Linked DNA regions of Pan troglodytes: region 1 is linked to region 2. A link is a contact called in public Hi-C data. All regions are on one chromosome and are shown on one strand. The core of a region is the stretch at or near the end of the contact, and the rest is flanking DNA. Distances in the headings are between cores, read along the strand shown.

Region 1 (7,572 bases), core at 4,203-6,702, 140 kb after region 2:
AATGTGAAGAGTTCAATTTCGAGATATGGTTGAAGTCAGGTTGGGGAGGGCTCTTAAAGTGTAACGAGAATCTCTGATAATCATCCTAGAAAACAGTGTAAGTGATTGACCAGGGAAAGATTCATGAAAGGATTCCTGAGCAGTGCTGACAGCTGAGTTAAGGCTGAAGATACTAAATTTATAAACATGCCAGTCTGAGTACTGCTTGATTTCTACAGCTCAGGTGTAAGAGAAGACGGATTGAACTTGGAGATTTTCAGGAGATGGGGAAGTCAAAGGAAGACATGGATGAGAAAGGAAATCAGGCTATGAAGGCAGTGTTGGATCAGGAGAAAAGGGAGATCACTATGAAGAACAAATGTAGAAGAAAGAGAACTGGAGAGATGAAAGAAAGATATGATGGCCACATGAAAGTTTGATATTTCAAAGATGAGATAGTGGAGTTCTAAGTAATAAGTTCCAGGATGTATCTTTGAACATGGGTTACTAAAAATAGAATGAAAGACACGAGTTCAAGGAATTTTAAGCCTAGATTTTGGACATTAAAGTCATGCTGATGGACAAGAGTTGGGTTAGAGAACAAAATTGATCACAGCGCCAAAGTTCTCAATAAATGAGGACTCAGCCTTAAAGCATTGAGAAGGGGTATTGGGTTGTATGCACATATGCCGTGATCTCAAGGAAGAAGGAACTTTAGCATGAAACAGGAACAACAGTGGTGAAGGGAAGCAGCCTTGGAGTATCTGCAGACTACCAACACTGCTTCAGGAGAGGATAGGAAGTCTCTGCTCCTGGGGCATGCTGGGGAAAGTTTTCTACAGGACATCCATGCTTCATTTCAAGGCAACACAGGAACAAGTGTTCTGTAAAAAGGTTGAGGATATAGGAGAATTTATTTATAATGGAAAAAAACTTTCTAGTGAGCATAATGGAAAGGATTGAAAGGAGATGATAAGTTAAATAGTCAAGAAATAGAAATACAGGCTGTGTGCAAATGTGAGCCAAAATAAGAAGGTGGGCTGCAGAGGCTTGCTTTTTGTTTAGCGGCTGAAGATCAGAGACATGGTCAGATTTACAGGGGGGCTGGGTCTAGCGTTTATGAGTACATTCTGTTGAGACCAGGAGACTCCTTGCCCTTTGGTCTCATTTTTCAGGGCAACCCTGCCTTTTCATAGGAATTTTGAAGTTAACAATTACCTTTCCCCACTTGTAAGAATAGGCCCTTACTGTCTTATCTCCTCTGGGGTGTCTTACATATATTTATTGAGACCTATTTCTCTAGGTTATCCTTTGCCAGTTGTTTTCCACCTTTGTGTGAGATGGGGCCTTTGAACATAGTTTACACTTTTTGAAAAGTATAGCCTTATTATTAGATAATCCTGCCTTTGCCTCGCTTTGTGCCCTTGGCATGTTACTCTGCTTCAGTTTTCTTACCTGGAAATGATGCTCACTTCACTTGTTAGGATTAAGTGAGTTAACGCAAGTAAAACACTCCAAATGATGCCTAGTACGTACTCTGCACTATGTGGTTATTTTTGAAAACATGGTGATCATACTTTTACATATTATAACTATTTACTGAGTATCATCAACCAATATACTTGATACTTTAAATTTATTTAATTTCATTCTCACAACAATGCTATGATGTTGATTAACCTTGTCACTGAAATAAGCTAAGACTTCAGAGAAGAGCAGTAAATTGCCTTGCTAATAAATACTGAAGCTGTTATTAAAATATATCTTTTAATACCAAAATTCACTTTCTTTCCACTGTACAACTTGTTACAAACCGCTGTCATTATCATTACCTGTATATTTTTGTTAGCTGTTAATAAATTTCCTCTGAAGTTACATAGCACCATAAAGTAATGAAAGATCTCCAAAAGTTCTTATTCTTTCCTGTTGTAACTGGACATCTTTGGTCTCCTTTCTGGTCTCTACTTGTTCTTGGATAGAGAACTCTGAACCTGCACCTGAGGCTGTCTTTTCAGATTCGTGGATATGAGTAAGAATGCCATCTACTGAGCACCTGCACTTTAATTTAAATCTTAAAAAAAATCAGAAAGAAAATAAAACCAATAATGAAAGTGGTAGTCTTTATTCTCTTAAGAGGCAAATAACAGCCTGAAACATAAATCCCACCTTTGAGACACATGTCTATCAAACCTATATTCTATACACAATTATTTGTGTATTGTGGATATTCCTTAAGGATTGAGTATGGAGAATTACGTTATACAATGACATTTCAGACTGAATCTTTTAAATTAATATTATCTCAAATGTTCTAAATGAAAATTAGCGGCAGGCTGCATGAGTAAAAAATTAGAAGATAGCACCTGTGGTGTTATTGAAGTGAACACAAAGAGAATCATTTTACATCAAATATATATTTCTGAAAAGTATACTTTGATGAGCTTTTGAATTGGTTCATAAGGAAGTCTGAAAGATGGTCAAATTCAGGGCAGCAGCAGTAGAAATCATTTAATCTTTTTTTTCCCCTATATCAGAAATGCTGCAAGCGGGAACGTTTGCTTTTTTTTTCCCCCTTGCCCTTTCCTGGGTCACTGCAGGTCACGTGATGACTATCACGTGACTCGGTCAAAGGATCTTTTCCTCTTACAGCCTTGCAAAAAAAAAAAAAAAAAAAAAAGCCGTTCTCCAATTAAAGCTGTTAACGTGTACTACGCTGTTTCCTTGTTGGATTTTCTTGTTCTCTGCTGCTACTGTAAAAACGAAATGAGTGGTAAGATTTGCTGTTTTCGAACATTCTGCTTTTATTTTAAGACAGAAAGCATTGTATTAATCTAAAGTCATGCCGTGTGTTTTTAAAAATAGATGCTAAATATCATCGCCATAAAATATTTTAAATTGTTGCCATGTAATTACAAAAAGGTTAGACTATGTAGAGTTATTTTGTAATTTTGTATTCCACGGAATATTCCATTCTAGGATCTTTATTTTACTAGGTTTTTCTTCTAGAGCTAAAATCTGAAAATTGGCATCAGATTATTTGGAAGCCATTGTGAACGCTGGCTTATAGAGAATATGTAGCACAGCAGCAGCACGTTGCATTTTAAGAATTAAAACTCCTGGACAAATTTGTAATTTTATTTAAAAAAAACCTCTTAAATATGAATGTATATTAACAAGGAAAGATAAAGAAGAATTTAAGTTATACTAGTTGAAATATCTTCTTTAAGTCAGTGATGGCACTTTTTAAGAAGCAGGGGTGGGGAGCTTCTCAAATTTCTTAAGACAATTGGTTAGAATTGTTTACTCTTCTGCAGGTTTTTGAAATAGGAAATGTATCCTTAATAGCTCCATGATTGGGGTAAATCATGCTCAAATCACATAGATTATAAAGGAGCTGCTAAGTGTATGCACAGTTGTTGTCAGGTATTGCTACTCTTGTGCCAGGCATACATTTGACAATAGGATCTGAGTTTCTTCCTTGGGACAAAATCTCCCTCATTGCATACAAATTTAAGTCAGTTTGTAGTTAATTTTCTGTTACTTTCTAAATTAAAAAGTATTGTTGGAACTAAGGAGCTAATCAAACATTTACATCATTAAATATGCAAGGCTTTAAGGTTTCGCTACTATAGACACAGGAGTAACAACAGACATGACATGCTGTAAACGTTGTAGTTCTAAACATCGATACTTGTATTTATTATGTTTATACAATAGGGGTTTGCATTCAGTGTTGAATGTTACTTCACAGCAATATTTTAGGCATTAAATATGGTACCGATAAATTGTCTTTTTTAAAAAAAATCTGGCTGGGCATGGTGGCTCACACCTGTAATCCTAGCACTTTGGGAGCCCGAGGCAGGTGGATCACCTGAGGTTAGGAGTTCAAGACCAGCCTGGCCAACATGATGAAACCCCGTCTCTACTAAAAATACAAAAATTAGCCGGGCATGGTGGCACATGCATGTAATCCCAGCTACTCGGGAGGCTGAAGCAGAAGAATCGCTTGAACCCAGGAGGAAGAGGTTGCATTGAGCTGAGATAGCGCCACTGCACTCCAGCCTGGGCAACAGAGTAAAACTCCATCTCAAAAAAAAAAAAAAAAATCTAACCATATACAATTTCTGCCTCAGGATAAAAAAATTTTTTTTTGCTAGAGTGAAAGGATTACTTCGTAAAGAAGTAAGTTAATCAGTCTTTTTCCTGGACTACATCTAGTAATATATTTACTACTGGTTTATTTTAGCTTACATTTCTCTTTTCAGCATCACACTTAGATATAATTAAAAAACAAAGTAGAATCTTGTATTACCAAATTATAAACTATTTTAGCGGCTATCAAAGTATAAAATGGTTTGAATTGTAACTACATATATATTCGTATTTCTGGTAAAAGGAGGGCCACTTGAAGCAATTGTGTGATTTTACTATTTTAAATGTAATTAGCAATAACTTATTATTCTGATGGCAAAAGAAAAACCTATTCTGATGACTTGATGTAAGGATTAAATTTGACAGCATATAAAAGGACCCACAGTAAAAGTGCAATGCTAATGGCCTTTATTAAGATTATAAAATATGATTTTCAGTGAATTCTCTGTCAAGTTCTCAGCTGAATTTCACATATTGTAAGTAATACCTAAGCCACCTGTAAGGATTCAGGAAGTTAGTTTACTGTAGTTTTATATAAATTAGCTAATGGAAGTAAACCAGCATTAGTTTAAAACAGTTCTCATTTCTCTTGAGTCTAGAATATAGGAGCTAAACGGTGAGTTTTGCATGAAGCTTTTCTGCCTAGAGGTATAAAGCAGCTCACAAGTTTTATTCAGTAAATTAATAGGTAATGTTTGCTTAAACTTAAGAAAATTTTATTCTTTCTCTCATGTTTTTAAGTATGTAAAGACAACAAAGGCCTTAATTTTCCTTAGAGGCTTTGGAGCATTGTTCTTAAGCCTCAAATTATATCAGTTGCCAATACTGCACAGTATTTTAATGTTTACTAAAAATGTGGTAAGGATATGTCCTTAGAAATAAAACTACCTGGTTTTGAATCCCACTTCTACCACTTGGGGAGCTTAATCTCTCTGTGCCTCAGTTTCCACATCTAGAAAATGGAGATGATGATGATGATGATGATAATATTTACCTGATAGAATGATTATGAGGAGAAAAAATATGTAAAAGGCCTGGCACATAGTAAGTTAGTATTAGCTATATATAATTAAAATAATATTCTGGACAACTTCATGTATTTGGTGGTGGTCTTGTTTTGGATGGGAAGAGTATCTTATTGAAAAGTTCTTTTCACAGCCAGATATTATATAGTGTAATTTAGTGTTCTACACAAACACTTCTTACTTTCTCTCAACCACTTCAGTCTTATCCCTACTTTCTCTTCCCCTCCCCACCTCTTCTGTCCTTTCTCTCCCCTCCCCCTTTCTCCTATTTCTCCACATCGTTCCTCCTCCCCCTTACCCTTCTGTTTTCTCCTCTCCCTCCCTTCTTGTCTTCTCTTCACTCTCCTTTACTGCCTCTTGTCCCCTTTCTTATCCCTCCCTTTTCTTCTCTTACCTCTCGCCTCTCTCCTTCTCTCCCCTCTTGCCTTTCTCCTCTCCTTGCTTGCTTCCCCCTTTTTTCCTCCACTTTCCCCACTTTCCTTACCCCTGTTTAGTATTTTCCGTCACCCGTTTAGTATTTTCCCTCTTACACCCCCTTTCTTTTGTATTCTCTTTTCTCTTCCCTAGCTCTCTCATCTCCCTAGCCCTAATTTCATCACCACTGTGTGGTTCTGTCCTCACCCCTTGCCTTCCCTAGAAAGGGCAGAATGGCTGTAATCCGGATTTGTTGTGACCTCCATGCCCTTTATTCTGATTTTCTGAAGTATGTATAATATTAAGAGTTACTTGTTTTCTACCCTACATTTGAGCTTTTCCTCCTTTATTTCTTTTATAGCTGAGAGCCATTATATAATGGTTGATTATAATTCTGCATATAAAAGAGATCCTTCCCCCTTTACATTCCTCATCAGACCTTTGTTCTTATTCCCTTAGAAATAAGTAATTTCTTTGAAAAGGTTTCATTTCAGGTTATAAAAAACTGGTGGGCATGAGGGGACACTGCAGTGTAAAGTTACAGGAAGAAAGGAACGGAAGGGGGGTAAGAGACTTTTTTAAAAGTTACATAAAGCAACTAAGATTTTAGTTCCTAGAAAGAACAAAACACACCTTCTCCAAATGCTTCTTTTGTTCCCAGAAACGTTAAAAGAGAAGGTAAACTAGAGATAATAGTTATAAAAGTTAATTGGAAAACCTAACACTATAAAAGTGAAAGGAAGTGTAGAGTGAGAGAAGCTGAATTTTCTTTTTTAGAACTTTTTAGTGTGAGAAACAAAAAAAAAATTTTTTTTTTCCTTTGGGTAAGTACACGTGTGGCATTTCTCTTTGTTCTTAAGCCCCCATAGACATGAGTCACACATTACACAAGTATTTTAACCCTAACAAAGCAAGTTCCAAATTTCTAACTATTCTTCCTCTTGCTGCTTTTCACTCTTGCTTTTTTATTTTGTCCCTGTTACTTTTGAAAATTTTGCCTTTTGTATTTTTCATTGATTTTATATGCAGAGTTTAGTTTGATTTTTCTCTAGGTCAGTGTTTCTAAACTTACACTATTATAAGAGTCACCTGGGATATTTGTAAAGTGAATATAATGATTCAAGACCCCATTGACTAAGAATCTCTAGGAGAGCCTGTTAATATGTTTTAAAAAGCCCTCCAACCTCCCCCCCCGCACCACCCCTACCCCAGCAACTTTAAAAAACACAAATGTAGGTAAAGGGTAATTTGTGCACTTTACAAGATAAATTTTTATAACAAGTCAATCATCTGAATTTCTTTTTATAAAAATGTAGTTACTGTTGGCTTGAGTGTTTAGATGAAGTATTCAAAATGTAATTCAAATTGTTTTCAACTTTAGCCCGATAAGCAATCATGGGTTAATACATCATTTCTGTGACCCATTCAGGTCCTGCTCAGGTTCCAATGATGTCCCCAAATGGTTCTGTGCCTCCTATCTATGTGCCTCCTGGATATGCCCCACAGGTATGTTTTTATGCTATTTTTCTTTTCATATTTATATAATAGTGATAATGTTATTCTCTTTGACTTTGATTTTGATTAACAAAAACCATTTAATTACTGAGGCTTACCAAGTGTTGTGTATCTATCATAAATCTCTTTCAAGTATTTTAGTACATTTGGAAAGGAAGAAAAATTTTTATTGGCAGCACTCATCATTTGTCCTTGTCTTTGGGTATTAAGTCACAAAAGAAAATTCATTCTAGAGTTTTATCTCCCTAAATATATGACTAAATAAAAATAATATTTTAGGTTGTAAAGGTGCCTACACTGACATTTTTAAATTTAGAAATTTGCTTAGATGTAACCCAAGACAATGCTTCCAACTTTATTCATACAATGAATCTCAGACACTGTTGATAATTGCATGGCATATTGTGTTCAATAGAAAAGAGTTTAGCAACCCTGAGGGACGGGGGGGGGGAGGAAAAAAAAAATCAGTATCTCCATACACCTGTAA
Region 2 (7,850 bases), core at 2,973-5,472:
GTAGAGAAGGTTCTTGTTAGGGTGAGGGACCACAGCAATATAGTGGCAGGTTGTGGTCCGAAAAGAATGATGGCTACTGAGAAATTCCCTATGGTGGGAATGGCCAACATTAAATGTGAAGTCGCTTCCTATTCTGTGTCTTGTTTCCTTTGCTTTTAGGGAAGGAGCTGTTCCATCCATAGGAAAGCACAGAGTGGGATGGAAACAGGAACAGGATCAGAGCAAGTGTGCACCCTGGCCAAGTTCCTTTCCAAGAATCCTTGGAAATGTGGAGGAAGGTTCTGGATTTTCCCAACCTCACCAAATCACAATTAGCCAGGACATCCTAATCATGTAGCTCACATTTATTTATTGAGCATCAAGCATATACCAGGCATCTTCATACATTATGAAATTTAATCCTGCAAAGTAGGTATTTTATCCTTAGTTTATAGTTGAGGAACTGAAGCCAGAAAGCTCGGATAACAAGCCTAAGATCGATCAATCAATCAGTTAGTAATAGAGCTGCGACTGAAGCCCAGATCTACCTGACTCCAAAGCCTGTCTTTCCTGCTCCACATTATACTACACCCCTTCTCAGAGATTAAAAAAAAAAAAAAGCTCTGGCTGCTTTAACTGGTGTACCTCCAGGTCAACCACTTCCATCTCCTTCTCCTCTTTCAGATTTGCACCTGTTCCCTAACCAAAGAGAGGAACAACAGCAATAGTGTTCTGTTGGGATCTGTTCAGAGTTAAGGCCACCAATATTGTTCAGAGAATTCAGTCAGCACACCCCTCCCACCTCAATCTGCTGTCCCATCTCTCCTCTTCATCACCAAACTTTTTTTTTCCAAACTTTCTAAATAGTCTCCACTTGCTGTTTGACTTCTTCATCTTCGTCTTTCTCTTTAACCCACTGTGCTTTGTCAAGAACTATGAAAGGTCTGAGATTTCATCCTCCTTGCAAGCTAATCACTTAACCTGCTATAGTTTCATGGAAGCTGGCAGAAGACGTGGGGCTTTGCAGTCAAAGGGCTGTATTCCTCATGGCACAGCAAGCAGCGCCAGTGTCATGTTCAGTCAGTTCCCTTGCCCCCAGGTCTTACCTGGAGCTACATGGTGTGGTTCAGGTGAGTGATGCACCTGCAGTGGGTTTGCCTCACAGCTGAGAAACTCTAAGCTTAGGAAATCCCCAATCTTTTTATCATAGGCTGCAAGAAAACCTGCTTGACCTTTACCTCCAAAGACATTATCTTCACTATATTGGATGGTAAACAAATGTGCCCCTGCTCTTGGCGGGGAGGGGGAGCAGGGCAGGGGACACTATGTATATTTTCCAAGGCAGTTTGACCAAAAAAAAAAAAAATCCTTGAAAATATAGTCTAAAACAAAAGCTGTTAGTGCCTCTGCTCACAAGACATGCAGAAATACTAGAGTCCCACAGAGAATTGTCTTCCAGCACATTTCTGCATTTCTTCCCACTAGTCATACAGAAGATTGCTCTCTTGAAAATGATCAGTGATCTAATTTCCCGATCTAACAACCTTCTAGAATCCCAGAAATAAACTCATAGGACAATAATCATTCAAGAAATATTTATTGGGTAGCTTCTATGTGCCAGGCACTGTGCAGGCCCAAATAGACATGGTCTTTATCCTAATGTGGGGAGCAACAGATATTAACCTAGTAGTTACACATACCAAAATGTAGTTACAAGCTGTGGTAAGTCATAAGAGGGGAGGGTATATGGTGGTAGGAGAGCTGACATAACAAGGTATCTTGAATGTATCTGGGAGGTCAGAAATATTTTTCCCAAGGATGTCGCTTTCAAGCTGAGACCTGAAGGATGAGTAAGAGATAGGATAACTAAAGGAGAGAATGGCATGTACATAGAGCCTTTGGCTGTTGGGATCACAGCATTTTTGAGAAACTAAAAGAAGACCAGGAATTCTGCCCAGGAAACAAGGTGAAAATGGTGTGAGATGAGGCTGGAAAAGGCAGGTAAGGCCAGACCTCGAATGGTCTTTTAGGCTGCCTTAAGAATTCTAGACTTATCCTAAAGCAATGAGAAACTGTTTAAGGAGTTTTTTGGAGTAGTGATATAGTCTCATTTGCTTTCTTAGAGGATAATTTTGGCTGCAAAATGGAGACTGATTGGAGGATCCCAGATTGTATACAGTGAGATCGAATTAGATTGGTAGTGATTGGAAAGAAGTAGACCAATTAGATTTTAGAAATAAAATTGCCAGGAGTTAGTGCTGCAACAAATATGGAGAATGGAAGAATGGAGGTGAGGGAGACATCAGCGGTTACTGACTACTAGATATTTGATTTGAATAACTAGAGAGATGGGGGATAAGGAAAACAAGTGTTCATGAACTCAGTTGGACTAAACTTTGCAACTTTGAGATATTAAGTGGCCATGTCAGTGAAGCTTGGAATTTAGAGGAAGGGTCAAACTTTGACTAGTGGATCAGATTTGGAATTTAGAGGAAAGGTCTGGGCTGGAGGCATATATGTGGAGATCACTGGCATATAGATGATAACTAAAGCCACTGGCGTGGGTGATGCTGCTTAGGCCAAGAGATTACAATGAAAACAGAAAAGAATCTAAAACTGAATTTTAAGGTACTGTTATATTTAATAGTTAGGGAGACGAGCAGGAATATGCAAAGGAATCAGAGAAGCAGTGCCTAGGAAAGTAAGGAGGAAAACCAAGAAAATGCAGTGCCAAAGGAAGAAGAAATGTTTAAGAAAGAATAGTGGTCAAAGTGTTGAGTATTGTTGAGAGGCCAAGAAAGATGAGGATTGAAAATGGCTCCCATTTTATTGATAAAAAAAAGTGAAGCATTGAGAAGAGAACTTGTTCAAAGCCAACATAATTTCTTGACCCTCTCTCTGTTCCCAGAGAACTCATACTGGTGCACATGCTAGGGTCATCTATGTGTGGGTTTTCTTCTCTCCAAAGGCCATAAATTCCTTGGTCTTCACTTTACTTCACCTTACTGCATTGCATATTATTGACTACAATCTCTAGGTCTTCAATAACATTCTTAAATTATGTGTTAATCTCCTTCAAAAACAGCTGATCTTCTTTACTCTGCCTTTACATGTAGGCATGTCCCAAACATATTTTTTTAAATATAGTTTTTAAAAGTGCCATGTCTTGGCCTCTCCCTGAACAAAGGAATCAGAATCTTGAGGGGGTAGATTGCAGGATTCTGTATTTTCAAAAAGCTCCTGAGTAGGAAGCAGAGTAGGAAAGTATTAGCTTAGCGGTAAGTTTGGAAACCACTATCTTAGTCTCAGACCAAGCATAGTTGGGCAGTAAGATGGGGAAGCCACCCCATTCGCCCACACTCTGATAAAATCCTCATACTTTGAAACAATATACAGTTATACTTCAATTATTCCAAGATCAACTTGCCAGCTGTCTGGAAGAGGGTCAAATCCAAAAGTTAAGAAAAGGAAACATCTCTCACAGGGAAAGAACTTCTGTGAAGTTCTAGTGAAGAACTAGTGAAGAGCAATGAAAATATCTCAAGATACCACTGCCCTATTTACAACCAGAAGAAAAGAAACCTCTCATTAGCTGGCTGTGGATATAAACATCCCATCAATCTTCACCTGGAGCCGCAGAGAAAACCAGCCGAGGAAGGAGAGAAGAATGAAAAATAAACAGTAAAGCAGAAAGAATAAGAGGAAGGATCAGAGTGGGCAGAGGCAGATGAGATGAAAAGCAGTGAAAGATTTTAGAAGAGGTGATGAGAACATTCCAAAGAGGGAAAAAAAGAGAGCACCAAAGTAGGGATTCTATACACCGCAGCAATCCTCTGGGACTTAAACGTATGGCCAAGATATCGGTTTGAGAGTCAGTTATCAACAAAGGATTTAATTAGCCATTGTATTCTTTAAGAATATAGAGAACAATCACATTTTAAAGAGATTTCTGTAAAACAGTTTTAAAAATATAGCTATTTTAAAAGATCGCACAATTAATACACTGAAATAAAGCCCAGACATGCAACTTGTTACATCCATCACCATTTTTGAAAGGACAGTTCCTGAGGTTGGACTCACCGGCCCAAGTACTACCCCCTCCCCAGGTCTCCGGTGGCAACTGTAAGTCAAAAGCCCTCAGGCATTATTGCAGCGTCCCACATTGCTTGAGGTTCCAGGAAGTCGCTGCTGCGCTCACTTGTAAGTCTTCGTGCTGTTGTAAAAATTGAGGTCGTGGTTTTCCACGCGATTTGGCTGGCGAAGAGACCACGAAGCCACCCCCCACGTTTTCAACTGAGTAAATATCTAAATATTTTTGCTTGCTATCCAGATCCTGGGTTCGAAGTCTTTGGGATTAGAAACTTCCAAGCCCATTTCAGAGGCTTCCTAGTCCTTGGGAGGAGTGTCTTTTAAAGCACCTGCCAGCCTTAAGTTCGCGTGCTTTCGGAAAGGGGCCGACAGGGTGCGTCTCAGGGGAGCCTTTTGAAACGTGGATTGAGAATTGTGTGAGTGTCTCTAGGAACCTCCATTAACTCCACTTTTCCTGAGTGTAGCTCCGAGCCTGGCCACAGCGGATGCTACCACGAGCCAGGCGCAGCCGGGCCTCGGGAGAAAGCCGGAAGCCCGAGAGGGTGTGGGCGCTCTGGGAGCCGAACGCGGCCGCTCAGCCGCCACGCGCCGGTGGCCCCGCGGGGACTCGCGTTCCGGTGAGAGAGCCCCGGCGCGGCGGGCTCGAGGCGGGGGTTCGGGGTCCCGGCCGCGGGCTCCGTCGGCGGGGCCCGCGCAGCCGCACTCGGCGCGCCGACTTCGGGCTCCTCCTCCCGGCTCCGTAGTAAGCATGGCGGCGGCGGCGTTCGTGGTCCCTCGGGTGAAACAGAAAGCGGGAGCTACGCGGAGAGGGAGCGAAGAGCGGGGCTGAGGCGGCGGCGTCACTGCCAGGAAACAACCCCAACAGTCAGCGCGCCGGCGGCCGCAGCGGCCCTGAGAGCTGACTCTGCAGCTGAGGTAGAGAGACAACGATCAGGAACCCTAAGAAGAGGCGCCAGAGGAGCCGCCTTCTGCCTCAGAACGGCGTGACTCGGAGGTGAGAGCGCGGGCACTCCCTCCGCGAAAGGCGGGGGACACCGAGCCGTCCCAACCCCGTCCCGCCCCGGAGGAGGCGCCGCGGAAACCGTTAGGCTGGGACTGAGGGCCGGGGCACTCTCCAGGGCTCGGCCCCGTGGAGGGGCCCGGACCACCCCCTTCTGTGGGCGCGCTGTGGGCAGAGGTGCAGAGGGGCAGTGGGGCCGGGGACAGGACCGGTCTACTAGTCGGGCACCTGCCGGGGCCGAGCCTAGCCAGGACACGCTTGCGGGGGCGCGGCCGGGGGCGCCATCCAGCCCAAAAGGAGGCAGCATCTAGCCCGAGGGAGGTGGCGCTGGTGCGCGGGCGGCCCTTCTCTGTCCCTCGCCTCCTCCCCGCGGCGAGCCGCGTAGCTCCGGAGGGCTCTGGGGCGGGGGCGGGGGCGGGGGCGGGGGCGGAATCCTCCTGAGAGGATCGCCCAGCACCCGCGGCGCCTTCGGCTTTGGCCGCCCGGCAGCCGCCGAACTTGAACGCTTTTCTGAAGAGAGTTTTCCCCGCTCATCTTGGGGTTAAAACCTCGAAAACCCGCCCTCTGTTTGATCCTGCGTGGCTGCTTCCAGTACCTGGCAGTTCCTCTCCCCGGGCGAGTTAACCACCTGTTCAGTCGGGAGGTGGACTCGAGGCTGCAGTCCTCGCCCGGTTTTAACAACCTGGATCTTCGAACTTTTGACACGGCTTTGGAAACGACGTCATGTGTTAGGTAAAGGAAAATGAACAGATAATTTCGCTGTCAGATTGCGAGCAGAAGAGGGACTGTTTTAATGGATGTGGTCGTTAATTGTTCTTTTATTCAACTGTTAGCGTTACAAGCCTTGGGATATTTTAGAGGGTGGAATGCGATGATTTGCTGGGGGTGCTAGAGATTGTGAATTCGAGATTTTCTTTTGTGAGATTTTACGTAAGTTCCTTTGGACACCTTTGTGTCTGACCATCTATTAAATAAGAGTCGCAGGCTGATGAGATTTTTTTTTTTCTTTTTGCGGTATAATCATTATGTGTTCACTATGGGTTTTTAAAACCGAACAACGTAATTATTTTGCTTCTTACTGTGGTCTGTGTTTTTTAGTTCTTGAAACCAAAGTGTGTATGCTTCTGTATTGTAGGAATGAAATAACAGTTGAACTCTTACTATAATATTTTATCACCATGCTGTTACCAGCTCCAGTACTAAACATACGCCACTCAGGAGTTTGAGCCATATGTTAGGCAGAAACGAATTGAGTTTTGTGGTTCTGATCTTATGTTTGGGTAAATATTTAGTTTTTGCGTATTTACTAACTCTTGTCATCTTGTGTCACCCACAAATGTTCAAGTGAGTTGAATCCCCTGTCTTTTGGATATTTTCTTGGTTGAATTAATTTTTCTTAAGTAGTGAGATAAAGTACTCACTGAGACAGATGGTGGCCCAACAGAAAACAGTGATGAAGGATTTTTACTACATCTTTTATGAAATATAACCTGAAATGTTGCTTTTAGCTTTGTAGCCTACTAATCTTGCTTTCTAATCACACCAGTTAGTGGGAAGAAGGGATGATGACAGGAGAAACATCTTGTTAAAATTTTAATATTAAATCTTATATTTAAATTTTTTAGCACTACTACATTAAATTTTACTATATTGTCTTGTTTCATTTCATAGATCATCTGTTAGTTTTCTATGTGTAGGTTAACTGGAAAATTTTTTATCCCAGGCTGGCTACCGTTAGCCACCTGTATGCTTCTGAATTAACTCCCTCTTTTTCCCTTTTGTCTGAATCCTCCAAATCATTGAATGCTCCGGAAAAATAAAATCCTGGTTAACACTGTCAAGCATAGTTATAAGGGTAATTAATTTATCCCAAATTAATAATAAGCATTAAAAAAATTCTAGGATTATCTTCTTTTGGTGACGTCTGTGTCTTCACTTCCTCTATCTGTGTGAGTAATTGAGACCTGATTTATTTTAACACACATGTAATGATTACTCTTTACTAGTCACATTGCTACAATATAATAGTAAGCATATTTTATTACTAATTTAAAAATTTCTCCCTCTTTCCTGACCAGCCAGACATAGCTAAGGGCTGAGACATCCTTAACCCCCCGAAAAAAAGAGGGAATGCATGATTCATATTCTCATTGTCTTTTGTAGTTTTAGGCAAAGAGCATTTAATTTATACTTTATCAATTTTTAGTAATATTTGCGCTGTTTTAAAACATTTGCATTTTTTAAGATGTTCATGACATCCAAGGCTTGTGTATTTTATAATCTGCCAGTATTTTTAAAATACAATTTGATGAAGTAACCAAAAACGTTTTTTTTTTGAAACATTGTTGGTGCATTTTTGAATGAAAATGAATCTAGATCGTGTCTTTGAGAATGGTGTAGGGATATGCACATGATTTCCAATTTTATTAGCCAGATAACTAAGTGATTAGTGTTTCTGTTTTTTGTTTGTTTGTTTGCTTTTGTTTTTTTTGTTTTGTTTTTAGCATTGCCTAGCGGACTTCAAATAAACTCACAATATTGTAATTCCGAAGGTTTAGAATATGGTGCATATTTATTCCATTGAGCCTTTTACTGCTTCAGTTTATCACATTGCAAAACAAGAAATATGGCTCCCATATGTGTTAATGTCAAAAACTACTTGTTAAAACGAAATTAGTGGCCATTAATGTTGAAAGGCAAATTTTGTACTTTTACATGTATTGTGAGCTTTTATAATTTTCTTAATATTTTGGTCTTATTTCAGATAATTATTCAGTGGTCT

The links. A called contact is a pair of places that touch in the nucleus more often than the background predicts.
Region 1: a contact with region 2 is called in a Hi-C map of induced pluripotent stem cells, with 1.9 times the contacts expected there. The contact joins the enhancer-like site here to the promoter of FNDC3A in region 2. A contact is called at or near these places in 2 of 7 Hi-C or Micro-C datasets (induced pluripotent stem cells and stem cell-derived neural progenitor cells) and 1 of 1 datasets of contacts at active chromatin or transcription factors (stem cell-derived excitatory neurons).

What each region holds. Positions count from the first base shown.
Region 1 is chr14:54,707,784-54,715,355 of NHGRI_mPanTro3-v2.0_pri, forward strand. FNDC3A (fibronectin type III domain containing 3A) reads left to right here. Exons shown (of 26, transcript XM_063792541.1): 4 at 7,000-7,076. Among named protein-coding and RNA genes, the nearest start is that of MLNR, 100 kb to the right of the region's middle. Within about 2 kb of position 5,453, at least 5 of the 24 cell types and tissues checked have an H3K27ac peak or open chromatin away from gene starts, as enhancers often do. A contact at or near this core is called in induced pluripotent stem cells and stem cell-derived neural progenitor cells, where this site is marked.
Region 2 is chr14:54,570,896-54,578,745 of NHGRI_mPanTro3-v2.0_pri, forward strand. It overlaps FNDC3A (fibronectin type III domain containing 3A), which reads left to right and starts at 4,223. Exons shown (of 26, transcript XM_063792541.1): 1 at 4,223-4,276.